Linked DNA regions of Sus scrofa: region 2 is linked to region 1. Evidence: chromatin contacts called from public Hi-C data. All regions are on one chromosome and are shown on one strand. The core of a region is the stretch at or near the end of the contact, and the rest is flanking DNA. Distances in the headings are between cores, read along the strand shown.

Evidence for each region. A called contact is a pair of places that touch in the nucleus more often than the background predicts.
Region 2: a Hi-C map of embryonic fibroblasts shows a contact between it and region 1, with 1.7 times the contacts expected there. The contact joins the promoter of MOAP1 here to the promoter of LGMN in region 1. A contact is called at or near these places in 1 of 47 Hi-C or Micro-C datasets (embryonic fibroblasts) and 1 of 2 datasets of contacts at active chromatin or transcription factors (alveolar macrophages).

The regions. Positions count from the first base shown.
Region 1 is chr7:114,208,098-114,211,649 of Sscrofa11.1, reverse strand. LGMN (legumain) reads left to right here and starts at 1,554. Exons shown (of 14, transcript XM_005656451.2): 1 at 1,554-1,697.
Region 2 is chr7:114,572,099-114,575,650 of Sscrofa11.1, reverse strand. MOAP1 (modulator of apoptosis 1) reads left to right here and starts at 1,599. Exons shown (of 5, transcript XM_021099631.1): 1 at 1,599-2,051; 2 at 2,167-2,440; 3 at 2,442-2,568; 4 at 2,571-3,233; 5 at 3,236-3,552. The coding sequence starts at 2,288. The coding sequence ends at 3,348. It overlaps TMEM251 (transmembrane protein 251), which reads right to left and starts at 1,258. Exons shown (of 2, transcript NM_001001629.1): 1 at 1,029-1,258; 2 at 1-593. The coding sequence starts at 1,108. The coding sequence ends at 182.

The DNA of each region.
Region 1 (3,552 bases), core at 305-2,804:
CAGCAACACAGGATCTCCGACCCAATGAATGAGGCCAGGGACAGAACCTGCCTCCTCATGGATACTACTCTAGTTCTTAATCCACTGAGCCACAACGGGAACTCCGTCTCAGCCCCTGCTGTTGCTGAAGGAGACTGAGGGGGCTACCCCTGGCCCTCTGTTGGCCTAAACATGTCTGGCACCAGGCCACCACTTTTATTCTGTTTCAACTGTGAAAGCCTAACAGCCGAAGGTCACCATTTATTCCAGGTGAACTGAGGGTGTAGTTGAGGTTACACTCTGCCTCTCTTATGAAACAGTAAATTCTCAAGGAGAAGGAACAGAATCCTATTTCTCTCCATGCTCAGCTACACCTGGTGCATGATGCTAATGCTCCCCATTGAGGAAGGCTGTGAAAGCGAAGCCATGAGAAGGGAATTTGGGTTTGGATAGGCGTGAGCTTGAAGCTCATAGTCACTTGTGAGCTGCGATCCTGGGCCCAGTATTTAACTTAGGGTTGGAAAACTTTTTCTGACAATATATCCTTTCAACTTTGTGGGCCATATGGTCTTTCCTATAACTTCTTTTTTTTTTTAATAATGATTTTTATTTTTTCCATCATTGCTGGTTTACATTTTCTATAACTTCTCATCTCTGCCTTGTTCCCCTAAAATAACCAGAGATAATATCTAAACCAAAGGGTGTGGCTGTGTTCTTACAGACCTATACACATAAAATAGGCAGTAGGCCCAGCGTAATAGGCTGACCCTTGTTTACTGTAAATAAAAGATTATGAAAGATCAAATGAGATACCCCAAGAATGTAGTCCTAGACCTTGCTCTTGATGTCCTTGGGAAGGACTGAACTTATTCCCCCACAATAATTCCATTCCATTCACCTTTCTGTGCTTCACGACATGGCACTTGTACGTACAGTATTTCATTTTTCTCTCCCTGTGAGATAATACCAAACATGTGAGGAGTAGCATTGCATAGGGATTAAAAGCACAGGATTCAGGAACTAGACTGCCTGGCTCTGCCACTTCAGAGGTATGTGACCTTCAGAAAATTAACCTCCTCCCTCACATAACTTCCCTCAGTTGCCTTATGTGTAAAGCTGGGGTGACGTTAACATCAGCTACCTCTTACAGGGTTGTTACTGGGATTAAACGAATCTGCACATCGAATCACCTGGGGATCTTCAGAGATTCCAAAACTCAGCCCACACGCAGACCAATGAACTCAAAAGCAATTCTGGGGTGAAACAGAGCCCTCTGTGTCTCTGAGGCTTTCCTAGGTGGTTCCAATGAGGGGGCAAGTTTGGAAACAGAAGGTTAAAGGACTCGGCGCACTGGGTTTGACCCTTCAGCGGACACTGCTGGAACCACTGCGTCCCTGCTCCCAAGCGCACCAGGACCCCCCGCCCTGGATCACCAAGTACCCACCTCTCTCGGGTCCCCCGGCCTCCGGGTCCAGAAGGCCCTGCGGGTGCACACTGGGACTTGTAGTCCCTGCCACTGTCCGGCCTCGTTCCCTCCTCCCATTGGCTTTCGCAGACGCCCCGCCCCGAAGCTTCGCCAATCAGCGCGGAGCAGCGGGCCCTCATAGTGGAGAGCGAGGGCGCAGCGCCGCAATCACTGCAGGGCGGGCGTCGCGAGGTGGCCTGTCTGAGGCTGCGCGCCGTGAGGCGTTCCCACGGTCCTGCGGCAGGTAACCAAGGTCTGTGGCAGGGGACTGGGTCTGGGCCCCACGCGCGGGGACAGGATCGCCCATCTTCCTCGGCTCTTGGCCTCATGGCTGGGATTTTCCACTTTCACCAGCCCTAAGTAATCCGTTTCTCAGCTAGCGAAAGGGAGCCAGCAAATGACGAATCCCGAGGGAAACCCTGAGACTTTTCAGCCTGCCCTCCTGTGGGGCTGTTGAGGGGTGGGGGTGGGGGCAAGGGGTCTTTTCCAGCTAGAGCAGTTGCGCGTGCTCTAGCTGGAAGCCCAGACTTTTGCAAGCACAGGGAGAAACAGGCGCGAGACAAGGGCACATGTGCTAAGGTTCCAAAGCCAGGGAATGCCAGGAGGGGTCTGGGGCTTGGCTCCAACTTTCGTGATCTAGAAACAGTTTGGGCTGTTGGGGCTTTTAATGCAGAGGATTGCACCTGTTTCCAGTAGGTTCTCAGTAGCCTATGGGGAAGGACTCAGGTTAACCACAACAAATATACCCACACATATACAAAGATACCTTCTGAGAAGTCAGAAAAAGCTCTACTTCTCAGAGGCTTGAGCCGGTGGGAGTTACAGGATGATTCACATCAACCGTGGAAGTGAAAGTTAGCTGGATTTGGTCCCCAGCTCCTGACTATTAGAGTTGAGTTTATACCTACATGTATCAGGCGGTGCCAGGAGTTCCCAGAAACAGGGGGCTGGGAGAAGGAACTTTGTGTCACGTGCTTTCTTTGAGAGGTGAAAATAAACGCCCACGGTTTGAGATTGAGATTTACCTTGTGGTATGTCCGTAGTGAGTGGAAAAGCCCAGGTTTCTTTACCCCTCCAGGCGGCATTAGTTAACAAACAGGTATGGAGCCTTATTAAGCTTTTTGAGCAGGGATTATTTTGTAAAGGGGAGAGGCAGTCTATAGTGAACCATTCCACTGTGACAGGGACAACATCTAACCCTGACTTGTGGGAAGAGGTCAAGTGTTGTAGAGAAGAGGTTGATTGAGTGGAGTTTGAGGGATGGATAGAGCTACTGAGATGAAGGAGAAGAGCATTTTGTCTGGAGAACAGCTTGATAAAGGCAGGGAAAGAGCTCCAGTTATGCACCTGGAGTCCTGGTACCTGGTTGGAGCAAGGGATTTCATGTGGATAGTGGAGGACCGAGAGGTACATCTTGCAGGGCCTCCTGAGCTGCTGTAAGAGATTTGGATTTAGTCCTGAAAGCCCCGGACGCCGAGTTTCGTAGATGTGTATCTTAGATACCTCTGTAATGTGGAGAAGTGTTGGAGAGAGGGCACACTGGGGAGCTCATTGCAGGAATTCTCAGGAGAATTGCTGAGGGTTTTAAAGACACAGAGTTCCCATCATGGTTCAGCGGAAACGGATTTGACTAACATCCATGAGGATGCAGGTTTGATTACTGGCCTCGCCCAGTGGGTTAAGGATCCCTTGTTGCGGTGAGCTGTGGTGTAGGTTGCAGACACGGCTCGGATCTGGCATGGCTGTGGGTGTGGTGTAGACCAGCAGCTGTAGTTCCAATTAGACTCCCTAGCCTGGGAACCTCCGTATGCAGCGGATGTGGTCCTAAACCATAAATAAACAGGTAAGGAAGTAGAATTCACCATACCTGCTATTGTTCAGTGAAAGTATATTGAAGGTAAATTCTGTCTCTTGAGTTTTCCATCTAAGACTATCTTTTAAGGAAATAACCAGAATTTATTTTTTTCTTAAACTGCCAAAGTTGCTTTGTAGTCCAAAATTCAAATCCCAGTTTATTTGGCCAAATTTTACTTTGCTAAATTCCTAAATTTTTCCAACCATTAGTAGATTTTAAAAATGCCTTCCTGGAGTTCTCTGGTGGTCTATCG
Region 2 (3,552 bases), core at 350-2,849, 360 kb before region 1:
TCAGGCTTTACCTAAAAACTCATTATTATTCAGATAAAGATAGTCCCCTAGTCACATTTTTTTTAAAAAGCCTCTGCCCCACCACAACTTCCTGAGATCTGTGAAGGAACTGCAGTCTTGTGATCAGGCTCCATACAATACCGGCAGTTTTGTACTTGTAAGGAAAAAATGGCGACTGATTTTATGTGTCAATCAGTTGTAGTCTGCTGATCTGATTAGACGCCTTGACAAATGCCTGGTGGCGATTGCATATAACGGCCAAGCATATGGGAATAATACAGTAACCCACCGTCTTGGGGTCAGCTCTTGTACAAGAGTAAAGGAACAAAAACATCTGTAAGTACGGTATCAGAAAAATAATTGTCCAAAACCAAAAAGGTAGGGAAAGTAACCGAGATTTCAAGGAGTGTGTCCATGTGGTTCCCTCAAGGGGCTCCTCTGGGTGCTGCTGAATGTGTTCCAAGGCCAGCCTGTTGTAAGTCTCATTGATTTCAAAAACGTAGTAAAATGCTGCTGCACTTGCTAACAGATACAATCCCACTCCAATCCATCCCATCCGCTGACGGAAGTTCATCATTCTCCATGCTCTGTGCCTTCCGGTTTAAAAAAAAAAAAAATAGTTAGGGTCTAATAAAGCTGGTATTTGTCAACTATTCCAAATGTACTTTATTTCCAATAAGCTCTAAAATACCCCCCCAAACACATGTGAGGTTTAAAATAACTAAATTTCCATTTATTAAAGAAATGTAAACAACTTACAGGTTTTCTGTGAGTTATGAGGAAGTAAAGCTTCAGTATATATTGAGTGTGTTTTTATGCGAATCCCACAGATCAACAAATCATATCTAGCTTAAATGGGTCCAGCACACCTTCCCTTAAACTGTAATTAAACTAGTTTTCTACGCAACATTTCACGTGTACAGTTCAAATACTTTCTGATTCACCAGTATTGCTTCATGTCACTCGGTTCTACAAGTCAAACCAATGTTGGAGCCCCCAAGTTAAGAAAGTAACTCTTAAACCCTTACAGTGGTCCCGAAAATCTTCCTGTTCCCACGGGAAGCGTTAAAGAGTCACTCAGCTCTGAATAATCGGGTGGCTTTGGCATTTCAGAGGAAGCCACCATAAAAGAAATCCCCGGGGTTACCGGCTGGGAGAATGGTGAGCACCGCCAGTCTGGAGCAAAAGCTAATTGTGATTAAGCACAGCGTGACTGTAGCCGGTCACGCGGCGGTCCGGCCCCTGTCGCGGCTGCCGGAGCCCCAGCAGATGTCACCCGGCCCAGCCCGGAGGCTCCCAGCCGCTCCGGCCTCCCTGCGGCCGGCCCCGCCCCCTGTCGCGCTGCAGCGCCCGCCGGCCGCGACCAGGGCTGCGCGGGCGGCGCCAGACCCGGGCCTCTTCGCCTTGCAGCGCCGGGAGCCCAGGACCGGGCAGCGGCCACCGGCCGAGCCTGCGGAGCTGGGCAGATTCCGACTCTCACCTCCTGTCCGGGTTGGCCCGCCCGCCGGCCGTCCCGGATGCTGCCACAGTCCGGGCTTCCGGCCCCGGCCGGAAGCGCCCTGCCCCGCCCCCAAAGGCCCGCCTCCCTTGGTGACGTCAGGGCCCCTCGGCAGCCGCGGGGCAGCCTCCTCCCGAGCGCACCTGACAGCTCTCGGATCGCTACGCAGGCGGAGGTTGCCGAGGCACCGGTGGTGACGCGACCTTCGGGTGGGCTGCCATCTGGGCCTGGTCCCTTCAGCGCTCCTCGACCTCTGTGCTTCGCTAGCGGCTCTGATCGCCGCGTCGTGCCTTGCTGCGGAGAGCGCCGCAGCGACGAGCGGTCAGCCATCCTCCGGCGCTCGTCTGCGCAGCCCCGGTTATCCCTCTCGGGTGTCCCTTCGAGTGGAGGAGAGGCCACTCTCCCGCTCCTCGGGCCAGGCCATCCGGGAAGCATCGGCAGCAGGTCTTGGCGCCTCGGCCGCCGGCGGTGGACACAGACACTGGCGACTAGATAATGGAGTGGGGAAGCGGGACCCCGCGGTCTGCTGCCGGGCGCCCGAGGCCGAGAGAGGGTAAGGTGGCTGGCTGCCGCAGTAGGGCCGGCCGCTGGCGCGGGTCCTCTGGGCTTCTCCGGGCTCGGGTCATTCCTTGACACTTTCAACTAACCCGATTGCTTGGTCCTTGCAGCCCGTCGGAACTCCGGACGTAGGAGAGACTTGACGGGGGTTCCTCGGAGGAACACTGTGAACTGTGGTGGCATCCGTGGCCAGGGCAAATTGGAATTTCAATCGGTTGTTTGAGGGGCACCATGACGCTGAGGCTCTTAGAAGACTGGTGTAGGGGGATGGATGGGAACCCTCGGAAAGCACTGTTGATTGCCGGCATCCCCCAGGCCTGTAATGTGGCAGAAATGCAGGAGGCTCTGTAAGCTGGTTTAGTTCTTTTGGGCGAGTACCGACTGACTGCTCAGGAGGCTGTTCCGGAGGGATGAGAATAGGCACGTAGCTTTAATAGGGCTTACTGAGGAGACAAGTCATGCTCTAGTCCCTAAGGAGATACCCGGAAAGGGGCGTGGCTGGAGAGTGATCTTTAGCCCCCAGACCCAGACAACGAATTTTTAAGCAGATTACATGAATTCTTAAAGGGAGAGGGCATGACTTTGGGTGAGTTTACCAGAGCCCTTGGCTATGGAAACGGCCCTTTTGAACTAGACCAGGGCATGATCCCAGAAATGCAGGCTGCTATGTTGGCACAGGCATTAGATGAGGCTGTGCAGCCTGCCCTGTAATACTTGAAGTACAAAAAGCCGAAAGTATTTTCAGGCAGTGACCCTTCAGAACCAGAAGAAGAAGAATTTGTATCCTGGCTGTTTCATATCACTCAAATAATGAAAACATGACAAATGTCAGATGCTGAAAAAAGAAGGCGATTGCTGGAGAGCCTTAGAGGCCCAGCATCTGATATCATTCGTGTCCTCAAGATAAACAGTCCTTTAATCACAGTCCCTGAATGCCTGCAGGTTCTTGAGCAGGTATTTAGGGTTCTCGATGATCCTAGGGAGCAGCAGTTCAAATATTTGACCACTTAGAAGGATGAAGAAAAACTGTCTGCTTACATACTAAGGCTGGAGCCTCTACTGCAGAAGCTGGTAGAGAGAGGAGCAATTGAGCCAGAAGTTGTGAATCAGGCCCATCTAGACCAAACCATTGCTGGAATGGTCTGCAGAACACCGGGCAGGAAGTCGACTCTATCAGAGGAGGCTCAGTCCCTGGCTTATTGCAGTTACTGACACTAATAAAAGATGAGGAGGCAGCGGCGGCGGAGGAGGAGGCCCTTCTCCAGGCAGGATTAGAGGGGCATTTCACTTGAATTGGGGAAATGAGGAAGGGCCATCTGGCAGGGCGCAGAGCATGAAGGTAGAACCGCCCAAAGGCTCAGTGATTAACACCAACCAATCCCTATCTTGTGCTGCCAAGTAACTCGTTTCTGGGCAGCTCTCAGTATAACGCTTTGTCGTTTGGGGCCCTGTTTAATATCTCCTTAATGTGTCATTGACTAAAAGGATATAGTCTT